Linked DNA regions of Mus musculus: regions 1 and 3 are each linked to region 2. The links are chromatin contacts, called in public promoter capture Hi-C maps. All regions are on one chromosome and are shown on one strand. The core of a region is the stretch at or near the end of the contact, and the rest is flanking DNA. Distances in the headings are between cores, read along the strand shown. Region 1 holds the start of Atr (ataxia telangiectasia and Rad3 related). Region 2 holds the start of 4930579K19Rik (RIKEN cDNA 4930579K19 gene). Region 3 holds the start of Xrn1 (5'-3' exoribonuclease 1).

Region 1 (4,226 bases), core at 1,050-3,549, 2.7 Mb after region 2:
TCAACCTTCCTAATATGTGAACTTTAATGCAGTTCCTCAATTCTTGGTGACTCAACTATAAAATTATTCTCATTACTACTTCATCATTATAATTTTGCTAGTTATGAATCATAATGTATATATTTTTGGAAAGAGGGGTTTACCTACAGGTTGAAACTCACTAGCTTTGTTGTAGCATATTAGAATGTCTTTCCTCATCATACTGAATAATACCATGTTTATGCCACGTTTGGGAGGATTATATTTACTCATCTGTTGAGCATTTGCTTCCACCACTGAGCTATTGTGAATATCAATGCTTTGATGAGCAAAAGTGTAAACATATATGTTCAAATCCCTGTTATAAATTCTTTTGGGTATATATTATAAAGAATTGTCATGTTATGAGGTAACTACTCTATTTACCCTCCTCCTTTAGTAGCACCTTCATTCCACTTCACAACCGTTAAGTTACACTATTTTACTTCTATACTAACAATGTACCACAGGGTCCAATTTCCCCATATCCTTACCATTTCTTTTACATATCAATAGTTATTGTAATGGTCTGAAATGGAATCTCCTTGTTTTGTTTTTGAGGAGGGTTAAGTTCTCACTATAGAGCCCCTTTTAATACCTTGATAGCTCAAGCTGTCCTCAAACTCAGTGAGCCTCTTGTCTTGGCCTCCCAAGTCATCTCACCAACTTCCTTGTGTGGTTTGGATTTGTCTCCCTTACTTTTAATCATATCAAACATCTGTGTTTTCCTTTACTTATTAGCTATTTTATATTCTCTCTGGAGAAAAATCTCAATTTCCTTATTCATTTTTTTCATCAAACTTTTTTATTGTTGAATTATGTAAGTTTTTAATATATTAATAGCTGTTAAACTTAAAATTTTAATCATTTTAAAAAGTCTGTATGCGCATGTGAGATATATATGTATGTATGTACATATGAATATAGGTTCTTGTGCCACGGTACATGAGTTAAGGACAGGGAACAACCTCAGGTGTTGGTCCCTGCCTTCCAGAATTTCAGTGATGACAAAATTTGTATTATCAGTTTTCCAAAATCACTTTATCTCATATACTTTTAGACAGAAATTACTAAATTCAAATTTTTAATGATTTTTTTTTTTGCTCCCACAAAGTCTATTTGCCACATTCATGCAAAGTAAAAAAACAAACATACAAACAAAAAAACCCTTCAGACAGTACAAAAGTGGTCTTTTCATTTATCCTCTAATTTAGGTTTTCGGTTTTTGGTATGGCCAACAGGAGGAAATGAACATCGCTGCGGTGCAAAACTAAAAGGAAACTGATAGCTCACAGACTTAAGGTCAGCACTAACTCTACGTGCAAACTTTCCAGCCTGAGAGAACCGACTTGAGAACTCAATGGCTGCGGTGTCCTGACAGAGGAAAACCTAGAGCGCAGAAGGGGCGTGGCAAGCGCTAATTTCTGATTGGAACCCGGTTCTCCTTTGACTCTCGAGGTTGACAGAAACAAGGGGTTTGCTTCCCCCCACCCCCTTTTTTCTCTTGTCTTTGTCTTTCCAGAGGCAAGGTCTCACTATTTAGTCCTGGCTGGCCTAGGGGCACCTCTGCCACCCAAATTCTGGGATTGAAGGCGGCGAGCCTCAAAGAGGCAACTGCAGATGAACACCAACGCGTGTTTTAGTTTGGGGGACGCTGTGCACGTTGGACTCCGTGGACCCGTGGCCAGTCCCGGGGACTTCCGACTAGAGTAGCGGGCTGGCCGACGCTCGGCCTCTCTCGGAGGAGAAACCGCCGCGCTTCCCTCAGAAGCGGGGCCGTGATTCCCAAACAAAACCTCAGCCAATGGATTCCGTCAACAACGACCAAAGGACCAGGACCCGGGGGAAGTTTTCGGGAAGCAAACGAGTGTGGTAAGATGGCCAGAAGAGACCCTTCTCGAGGCCAAGCGGGAAGCAGCTCGCGTGGACTGGCTCCCCGCGAGCCGAGCCGCGGCTGCCACGGTCACCCCGGCACGTGGGTCGCCACGGCGCTCCGGCCAACTGCCACTGTGAGGGAGGGAACGGCGGCCACAGGCCGCGGCGCGGGCCGAGGAGACCCGGCGACTCGAAGCTGGCGACGACGCGCGGCCCTACCTGGCCAACTCCCGCAGGGCGGGGATCATGGACGCCAGCTCCAGCCCGTGGTCGCCCATGGTGACACCGAGCGGCTCTCAAAACAGCCGCCGCCGGCGCCGGGCTTCTCCACAGCCGCCTCCGGTGGAGAGGGCGGAGCGTCGACGGAGCCCCGCGAGGTCCAAAATTCTCCTCCCGGAAGCCGCTCTCGGTTGCGGTTGGAACCCTGGGGAAATCCCAGAGGCGACAGGGGCGGAGCCGACAGCGGACGTGCCCGCCCACTTTCCCTCCCAGGCGAGTGCGTGACCTACTCCACGGGTATTTTTTGCTCAAACCTGGATGCTCAGGGAAGCCGTAAGCTAGGATCTGGGTCGGAGAGGGACCTGACGACCCAACAAAGTTAGATATTTCACTATGTTCGAATGGCATATTTAACTAGGTAAGGCCATGCAGTAATCCTTACATTTGCTGTTTAGGACACAAGGGTAATTATTGATACAACCTCCAAAAATAAAATTAAAAAGTGGTGGAATGGCAGCCAGATGCGCTCTGACTGCAAAGCTGTACTTTGAACACCCATCCCTTTGCCCCGTTTCCTTCAGTGATGCCCTGTGACGAGGAACTTTAAGCTGAAGCAAACCTTTTCCTTCCCAGGTCACTTTCCATCATTGTGTTCCATCACAGCAATAGAAACCTAACATAGGACAGGCAACTATGAAAAATAGTGTATCTGCTAAAAAGCAAGAAAAGCTAGCTATTTTGAAATCATGTTGAGAAAGATGACAATAATGACAGAGCTGAGGGCACAGTCCAGTGGAAGAGCACTAACCTAGCTCGTGAGGCTCGGGCACAGAGGACCTAGAGTACTAAACAAACTACAGTTAAACGATTTTAAAAAAGAAGGCATAGTTGCACATGCCTACAATCCCCTTACTTTGGGTATAGAGGCAGAAGGATCAAGAGTTCAAAGCCATCCTTAGCTCTATAATGAGCTCAAGGGCAGTCTGGGATACAGGGGAACCCTGTCTCAAAAAACAAAACAAAACCAAAAGCCACTACCACCACCACCAACAACAACAACAACCCAGTATGTAATTCATCACTGAGTAGCACTGCAGTTCTGAAGTGCAGGACCCCAAACAGCAGAGCTCTGGCAAATCTAATCCAAAAAGCAATTTTTGAAACAATTATTTGTTTTTCACTTTACATTCCAATACCACCCCCTCTCCTCCCAGTGCCGTTGGTGGGCCACCATGGGCAGTCCACATATGTCCTAGGCTATCTGTGAATATGATCCAACACAACTGAGGGACAGCACCATCACCCAGTGTCGGTAAGTGGTAGGGAGGTACTGATAGCTCTCCACAGAGTGACAATAAGCTGGCCACAGCACTACATGGCTATAATTCTAGCACTTTAGAGGCGGAGGCAGCATGGTAACCAGCTTAAGCCGCCTTAGGTTACATGGTGAGGCACAGTCTGAAACAATAGCAAGAGCTAGTCAAAGCTACCCTTGAGTTTGGAGGGGGGTGCAAATCAGAATGAAAGGAAGCTGGCAGCCATTTATCTGGACAGCCTTAGTGATACACCAATAAATGAGAGGCAGATGCCAAGGCCAGTGTCGGTCCTCCCTCTGAGGACTCTCTCTCTCTGCCAAACTCTGCAGAAGAATTTTTCGTAAGGCTGATTCTATTTTCATCTCCCATTCAGTCCTAACCCAGTATTTATTATACTCTGCCCTTGTGTCCCTCCCCCTCCCTGCCCTAATTCTCCCCAGAATCACCAACAGTTTCTCTTTTTCTCCTGTTGCTGCTGTTGTTGTTGCTTATTGAGATTGGGTCCCCCATAGCCCAGGCTGGCCTTGAGCTCACTATGTAGCTGAGGATGACCTTGAACTGCTGATCTTCATCCCACCTTCTGGGTACTGGGATTACAGGCAGGTGCCTCTATATTTAGTTTACATAGAGCTAGAGCTAGAGCTCAGACTCATGGTGTGGTGGTTTGAAGGAGAATGACCCCCAGAGGCTCATATATTTGAACACTTGGCATCCCCAGTTGGTGGAACTGTTTAGGAAGGATTGCTGGAGGAGGAGTGTCACTAGGAATGGGGGCAGGTGGACTTTTAGATTTCAAAA
Region 2 (4,188 bases), core at 1,344-3,843:
GATTTGAGCAAGCGACTGTGTTCCGTCTCTCCCAGGGAAGCCATTCCAGAAGAAAAGTTAGTTCATTCCACAGTGAAGTCCTGGAACACTCTCTCTTCTTCCACTCTTTCTTGTAGGCTCGTTTAAAATGCACTTCCCCTTCCATAAGCCTAGCGCACAACCTGGACCTTACTGCCAGGATGAGTTACTGTGCTGGTGCCTCTGTGCTGTTCCCTAACAGTCATGAATTCAACAGAAAGCGAAGGTTTGCTTCTCAGCACAAAACTGAGGACCCGGCAGAGGGAATGCCCTGAAACAGACACCTAACAAGGCTCTCAGTCTCCTCTCTCTGTGTGTCTGTTTGACACATGTACTTCTAACTGTTCTTCATTGTTTGCTCTTCACTTCCAAAACCAGCTTTAGGCCCGTGCTCTAACTAGTCAGTTCTCGTGAGAACACCTCCACTGTCATGCAGCCCTGCCCATCTCTAACATACTCAAGCCACCATCTTTAAATCACAAGCTAATCTCAGGGGAGCAAACCTTTTCGATGATTTCTAAATGTTTGCCCCACTAATTACTGTCACAAAATTTAACTTCTCCCTCTCATCTTTGAGTCAACAACAAGCAGGAAGTATGTTATGCCAGGAGCCATAGTGGGATCTTCAACATAACATAAGCCCCCACATCCAAGTAAGTATGTGTAAGTGTGTGGTGTGTGTATGTGTGTGTAAAATAGGATTGTTAGGATAATCCTAACAAGGTTTTCAAATTGATTTTTCAAAATGGCTAGGGATCTCTGAACTACCTAGTATATAGCTGCACATACCCCAAAGTAAAGACACCCATTTTAAAATGTGCATTACTGCAGGCAAGCGCTCCTGGAGTCATACTTACCATCCCAGTCATGAGTGTTTTAAAGATATCATACCAGGTCTTAGACGATTAAACTACTCACACTGCATCCTCAACTCCAGACTTAGTTTAAATGCCACTGCCACCATTATGCCCTTTCTGATTAGCCTAGCCAGAGGATTCTTCCCCATCCACGTACACAGCTCTTCTTGCTTGTGGAGTGGTTTATTTCTGAAGGGCAGGCTCAGTGCTTATCCAGCTCCTTCTCTCCACACCATATGTATTTGGGAATACGGGAGGAACAGGTAGTATAGATGAGGTCCACAGTCTTGCTAGAAGCCTCAGCTGCAGCGCTCATGTCAGACACATGGTAGTAAGTTTAATTAACACCCAAGGTTTGACTTGTATAACAGGGATAATAATAATATCTCTCTTAGCATTCTGAGAATTAAAATCAGAGTTCAGTTAGAGCAGAGCACGGCTTATAGTAACCACCATAAACATTACTCATAATTATCCACAGGCTGCGGTGACAATCAGCTGGTAAATGTTTAGCAAAATGCAGGACAGTGAAATGCTCCTATGGTGAGTGAGCAAATAAATAAAGTCATGTTTTGTACTTTTTACTCGAGACTTAAAATACAGCCATCTTTTAGTATCTCTGCACATGGTTCCAGTATCCTCCACCAAATCAAAACGCTCACGTTCAGTTATTTAAGTGCTTATAATTTACCCATCACTCCTGGTCATCTCTAGATTAGTTAGAACACCGATACAGGGGTCAAAGTTGTAAAGAGTCGTTGTATACTATGACAGCACATGTTCACACAACAGTTTTCCTCAAATGTCTTCCACCGAAAGCTGGTTCAATGTGTGGGTATGGAACTCACAAACATTGAAGAAGGAAAGTCAATTTTTAATTGACTATTAAAAATATGTCTCAAAACTAAGTTAGGCAGATCTCAGGGCCTTCCCCAAAAAGGTCATCCTCTGTGTGCACAGAAGGCCCAATCAACATCAACTAGAAAACGACGAGCTGGGCTGCCATAGCATTTGAAATTTCACCTCTGGCTCCATATACATTTAACTTTGTTTAGTTCTGGTTTTCCTCTGCTTAAGTTTGCAATGTGGTGCCTGCACACTACCAAACACCTCACGCAACCTGGAAGGTGGGTTAGCAAGCACCACCCTCAATGACAGAATAAAGTGACTTGGTCAAAGTTGCCTTTGGCATCCGAGTCCTGACTCTAGCATTTACTTGCACTACCGGACCCGGTGCAGACTGCAAGGGCACTGACAGGCGCCCTGACCGCCCTGAGAGTCGGGGGCGCCGCTCCTTCGCGGGTACCCAGTTACACTACTGTGTCACCACGGCAGCCTCCCGGTCTGGCCTTCTTCCTCCCAGGACGCCAACGGGACAGGAGGACCCCGTCAGGCCGCAGCAGTAGCAGCGCAGACCGCTTCTAGCTACTGCTCCTAGCCAAGAAGCCCCGGGAACCCGCCGCAGCCGGTGGGCTCCACTCTCTGTCCCCTGAGGCCCGACTTACCATGGCTCCGACTGTCCGAGCGAGCCCCTGCCCGTCACAGGCTCAAGGCGACACACTCAGGAACCCACCGACCCGTGGACCGGCCAACCCACTGACGTGGAACTTCCGGGAAGCGACTCTCGCGGTACTCGGAGCCAGGCTCTGCGCCTGCGCACACCCTCCGTAAGGCGGTCCGTGCATGGTCCCGCCCCAGTTTCCTAGGTAACGCGGACTTCCGCGTCTCCCGCTGCTGAGCTGGCTGATGGAGTGTATTGCTGTGGCCAGAGTTGGGCGGTGACTAGCGGCGGTCTGGGCTGCTCACCTTCGGTCAGTTTCAGAAAGGCAAGAAGATGGAGCGCAGTGCTGGATTCCTGCTGAACGTCGGCAGCAGTGGAGGGGCCCGGAAGCGCTATCCGAACAGCGTGAGCCTCTGGCAGAGAAAAGAAAGCTCTAAAACTGTGTACTCCAGCGGGCTCCGGAACGGGGCCCAGAGCGGTGTCTGGGTCTTGGGTGAAACCGACCGAGGCGGAAAAGATGTGGGCGCGGCTCCCGCCTTTGAGGCTCCGAGGAGCCCTGAGATCTTGGTTCTGGAGGCTCCCGGAGGCAGTCGGGTGATTACCCTTCAAAGAGCATCCACCGGGTCGTTTGTTTGGCTATGTACCTTCAGTTGGTGGTACTGCCACATCACGTAGGAGTCGTCTCCGTTTTATTGATTGGAAATGTAAGACTCAAAGAACTCAGGTTTACTGGCCAAGATGGCATAGTAAGTAGTGTTGTTAAGATCTGGGCTCAGGGGAGAATACGCCCTGGAAGCCCAGTGCTCTATCTGCTATGCCAAAATAGCTCTTTAATAAATTAGTTGAATTTCAAAAAAATGATTGCCAGGAAAAGTGCAAATACATTGTGTATCGATTTCACACACCTTTTAAAAAGATAATGCTATGAAACAAATGGAAGTTGCCCTTAGCTCCTTATAAACCTCTAGTTGGAGAAAAGCCTAGGTTTCCAGAAAGGAATTGTATAGCCTGAGAGAAGTAAGGGTGAGTTTTCATTAGGTAGTGCCTGGCTCTTGGGAGATTTATAGGCCTCAGTTTTTCATATACAAAAAGTCAGATAGTTTTCAAAGATCCATTTTTACTATTCTGTCAGTAAAAACAAATTTTCTCTCAGTAATGAGATTTTTACATAATTGACATGAATAATCACATAATCGCATACTGTAGCGCAACCAATTGCAAGAATTAGTTGAAACTTTTTAAAATGTGAACTATATCTAGTGTGGAGAATAGCTGGGCTTCTATTATTTTTGATTCCTTAATTCTCTTTGCATTTTTAATTTGACACAGTATCAATAAATATAAAATAAAATAACATCTCCATTCCACAGAACCTGTTGATAATACTTAAATCTATATAACACCTGTAGTTTACCTGCTGGAGAGTTAAGCCCCCACCTGCCGTGCTCATTTTGTGTCTCCATCTTTTGCTGCTGCAGGTCAGCAACATCAAGTTCTGCAATAGTGACTATGATCAGCTCTTAGCCAGGCCATAGCGTACCCATGTAACCACAAACCTTGAAGATCTGCGAGTTCAATACCAGTTTCTGCAAGACTCTCTCTCTCTCTTTTAATCTTTTAAAACTTATGTACTGAATTTCGGCTATATGAAAAGTTATGCTAGGTACTATCTTAAGAGAATACCTCTAAAACTCTGGACTTGGGTTTTAATTGTAAGAAATTTCAAGAAAATAATCAAATACATAAACACACACACACATAACTCTTAAGTGTTCAATTGTGGGCTTAAAACAAAATCTCTTGTTTACTCTG
Region 3 (3,969 bases), core at 1,225-3,724, 2.6 Mb after region 2:
TATTTTATTCTCAGCCATTTCTCCTTAGGGCATACTGTGCCACATAACGATCCTTTGGTAGGTCAGCTTTGAATGTCTAGGTGGGATACTGCTTTTTCTTCTTCACTCAGTCAGTCTTAAAAAATAAAATAAAATAAAGCCTCCCTCCCCCAGCTTTAGGTACTGTTATCTAATTGGCTAGTCCTTTGAAGCCTACAGGGTATTCTGGAGTTCTGTTCACAAGTTCATCAGCTAGTTCTTCTTTTCCTCTCAAACTGTCTAGAGTCTCTTGGTAGTTTGCCCTCATCTAGTAGTGTTTGGACTCAGTAACATGGGGCTACTGAATCACATGAATTCTATCTATTTTCATTCAGTGGTTCAAAGGATGAATAACTGTGCTGATACCATCCTCACTCTCGTTCTAAAACACATCGCTCCCCATCCTCTCCCTCTGGGTGTGCTTCTGTTCACCCTGGCAACCACACAGGAAACTAAATGTTCTTCATTTAGTTTTTTTTGTCTGTTTTTTGAGGCAGGGTCTCTCAGTGAACCTGAAGCTCACTGATCAGTTGGACGAGTTGGCCTGAGAGCCCTCAGGCTTCACCTGTCCCTGCTCTCTAGTGCTGGTTACAGGTGCTCTATGCTGCTCCCGGCTTTTATGTGGGTGCTTGGGTCCTTCCCTCCTAGTCTTCCTTTTTTGGTCTTCTGTTAAATAAAATATTTGTGAAAGGCCTAACTTTGATACATCGAGTTTCTTGTTTTGTCAGGTCTGTGTTCCATGGCTGTCAGTTTATCTACCTACCTCTGCCTGCTCAGTGCTGGGATTGAAGGTGTAGGACACCATGCCCCGCTGACACACCAACAAGTTTTAAAGTTTATTTTCAGTGTAATTTTAAAGCAATCCTTACTTTCAATCTACTGTAAAACTTTCACAAAATCTATCTTGCTTCCCATGTCATGATGTTGCTTTAAAAGACTGTTTTGTTTTTACAATGAAATTCCCCAGGATGGTGAACCCAAGATATTTTTACCAAATAAATGTCTGTGATCAAAGAGCATAGAATAAAAATGTTATTGAACACATTAGGCTAGAAAATATTTATTGATTAAAGATCCTGAAAAAGAAAAACAATGCCTCCATTTTCACTTTTCTCCCTGAAAATAAATACCATCTAAATTTAAGTCAACCAAATTCATACCATCTAATCTTAACTAAAATAAGGGGAAGACAAGTCAGCATTTTCGAACTTTTTATAAGGTTTCTTTTATATGCCAACTTTCATTAGAAGTTAATATCAAAAGAATCCTTTCCAGAGGCTGGATTCTATCTTTAACCTTATAAGTACCTTAAAACAAACAAACAAAAAAAAAACCCCACATAATTGACAACTTCCAGTATTAATACAGTGCTACTTATCACAAATAATTTATTAAGTATACAAATTTCAAAAACGAGTTTTTTTTTTCTGTAAACCAAAGTCATTAAATGTGACATACTACATTATCATTCAAAGTCTAGTTTACCTATTAGAACATTTGGTTTCTCTCCTCCGTCATTCAAACATGCAGATATATTCTAGTATATAGTATATATAAATATACAAATACACACTTTTAGAACTCAAAAAAAAAAAAAACCCGCTGCTGTAGGGTCATTATACACTAAGTGTTAGTAATAATGTTTCGAGATCTTTCTGCCATACTAAAGCCTTTAAGCACCATTCCCCCCACCTCCCCGCCCCATCCCTGCGCTCCATCTAAACGTTTTGTTCGTTTAGACAATAGGGGGGTCGGTCCTGTCTGGGGGCTAACGGGAGCATGAAAAAGTATCACAAACCCAAGACACTAGCTAGCTACAGCAACCGGTCCAGGCATTGAGGTTAAATGCAGCTCTTCACAGCTGGAGTGCTCCGCGATTCCACCACGGGGACGTTAGTGCTTGTATACCGTCTGTTGCTTTGCTTGGGATGAGGGACCCGAGAAGTCGTCCCACACAGCTTCGCAGCCTAAAGCGAAGCTCCAGGTCCGGTTCCCAGGAGGACAGAGAGGGCTCCTTAAAAGCCTTCCCACCAAGGGCTCCTTTGCAAGTCCTGGAGTGCCTTCCCAGGGGGAGCTCAGACCTGCCGCAAGCCACTCTGTTCTGACCTGCCTCTACCTGGTGCGGCTACCCGGGGGCCGCCAAGCCTCCGTTCCCCTTCTCTTCCCCCCGTTCGGCCGCTGACCTGCACCGCGGGCAGCTGGAAGGCCGGGGTCCCACAGCGCAGAGAGGCCCGCGGGCCCGCTTTCTGCGCCGCGGCCTGAGCTCACCCACCTGATGCTCCTTCACCACTTCGCTGAGGCAGGGGTACCGCTCCGAGATCCATCGGTAAAACTTGGGGACTCCCATTTTGACCGTCGACACTAATTCCAGTCGGTGCAGAAACGAAACCAAACACCCCGCCCGGGCCTCCGCCGCCGCCTCCGGCCGTCGCTCGGAGGATGACAACACAAGGTCCGCCAGACCATAGAGCAAACCGTGGGCCTAGAGGGGCAGGACGGCGCTGGTGGGCGGTGGGTCCTGTCTATCCCGCTGCCTCGCTCTTCCATACTCGTTGGTGACAGCGCAAGAGGTGTGATTTGCGCATTAGGTGAGCTCAGGTTTAAAATGCCAGTTGATTGAGGTGTGGACTTGCGGATGGTATAAGAACGTTTAAGAGACAGTTGGTTAGCTTTATGTTAACTTGAAACATGGCAGAGTCGTTAGAAAGAGAAACCTCAACTGAGAAAAACGCTGCTTCCAAATTGGCCTGTGGGAATATTTTGATTACTGATCAATGCGGGAGGGCCCATCTGAATGTGTGCTGCTGCCACCCCTGGGCCGGTGGTCTTTCGGTATGTGAAAAAGGCTGAGTGAACTAGCCAGAAAGCAACATTCCTTCAGAGCTTCTTCAGTTCCTGCCTCAAGTTCCTTTGATGATGGGCTGTGATGTGGAAGTGTAAGCCAAGTAAACTCTTTCCTTCCTAAGTTGCTTTTGGTCATGGTGCTTATAACAGTAATAGAAACCCTAGTAAGAAAGGTATTGGACACTTGCTTTTTGTACTGTGGGCTTGTCCCTCGTGGGATCGTTAAATTTACTATTTTTCAATGTGGACTTGAAAAAGTCTGGTTAGCTTGTGAGAGGAGTAATTCTCTGAGTAATGTAAACCTACAGAAGAGTTTTAATTTTCTAATATTTTAAAGAGTTTTATAGTTTTCCTCTTTATATCTTTTATTAAATTACTTTATTTACATTCCAACCCCCCCCCCCATCCTGACTCCCCCTCCCGGAGTTCTTTAAGCCCTCCTCCCAACTCTGAGAGGGTGCTCCCCCATCTGCTTCCACCTCACATTTCCGCTTAGGTCATCCCCATTGAGTCCTAGTAGCCTCTCACATCCCAGATCTCTGGGACTTTCTAGAGGTTCCCCATGGGCCCTAACCTCCACTGCTGCATGTTGATTAATTCTCCTGGCCCTCTGGGCATCCCTCCTTTCCATACCTGATCCCGCCCCTTCTTTTCCCCTTCCTCTCACCTCTCCGACCCAATTTCCTCCCTCTGCCTCCCATGATTATTATTCCTCTTCGAGGTGGATTTCAGGTATCCACACTTGGGCCTTCCTTCTTGTTAAAGTCTGTGAGTTGTATTGTGGGAAAGAGTAATTTCCCACCATTTCAAGACTCTGGGTTACTCCCCTCATCCACAATTTTTGATACCCTGTTTCAAAACAAAGAAACCAACAAAATTCAAAAAGCCGGTTGTGGTTACTTAGGAGGCATAGGAAGATCAGAAGTTAAAGGCCATCCTCAGGTACATTGTAAGTTCAGGGAGATCCTAGTTGATAAGAAAGCCCATTTCAACCCCAAAACTCAAACCTGTGTGGCATGAAAGTTTGAATCTCAGCACTTGAAGGATGGAGGCTGGAAGATCAGGAGTTCAAGGGCATCCTCACTTACTTAAGTTCCAGACGCATTT

The links. Promoter capture Hi-C pulls out the DNA fragments that hold promoters and counts their contacts. Capture Hi-C pulls out chosen DNA fragments and counts their contacts.
Region 1: a contact with region 2 is called in a promoter capture Hi-C map of pre-B cells, with 6 times the contacts expected there. The contact joins the promoter of Atr here to the promoter of 4930579K19Rik in region 2. A contact is called at or near these places in 2 of 39 promoter capture datasets (erythroid cells and pre-B cells) and 1 of 484 Hi-C or Micro-C datasets (CD4 T cells).
Region 3: a promoter capture Hi-C map of adipose tissue shows a contact between it and region 2, with 2.5 times the contacts expected there. The contact joins the promoter of Xrn1 here to the promoter of 4930579K19Rik in region 2. A contact is called at or near these places in 1 of 39 promoter capture datasets (liver), 1 of 115 datasets of contacts at active chromatin or transcription factors (astrocytes) and 1 of 9 other capture datasets (adipose tissue).

What each region holds. Positions count from the first base shown.
Region 1 is chr9:95,855,670-95,859,895 of GRCm38.p6, reverse strand. Atr (ataxia telangiectasia and Rad3 related) reads right to left here and starts at 2,299. Exons shown (of 47, transcript NM_019864.1): 1 at 2,113-2,299. The coding sequence starts at 2,171. 1700065D16Rik (RIKEN cDNA 1700065D16 gene) reads left to right here and starts at 2,014. Exons shown (of 2, transcript NM_001271569.1): 1 at 2,014-2,389. The coding sequence starts at 2,140.
Region 2 is chr9:98,562,016-98,566,203 of GRCm38.p6, reverse strand. 4930579K19Rik (RIKEN cDNA 4930579K19 gene) reads left to right here and starts at 2,593. Exons shown (of 1, transcript NR_029444.1): 1 at 2,593-3,744. Copb2 (coatomer protein complex, subunit beta 2 (beta prime)) reads right to left here and starts at 2,473. Exons shown (of 22, transcript NM_015827.2): 1 at 2,381-2,473. The coding sequence starts at 2,383.
Region 3 is chr9:95,953,265-95,957,233 of GRCm38.p6, reverse strand. Xrn1 (5'-3' exoribonuclease 1) reads right to left here and starts at 2,474. Exons shown (of 42, transcript NM_001311130.1): 1 at 2,291-2,474. The coding sequence starts at 2,365. Gm16794 (a long non-coding RNA gene) reads left to right here. Exons shown (of 3, transcript XR_871036.3): 1 at 1-2,606.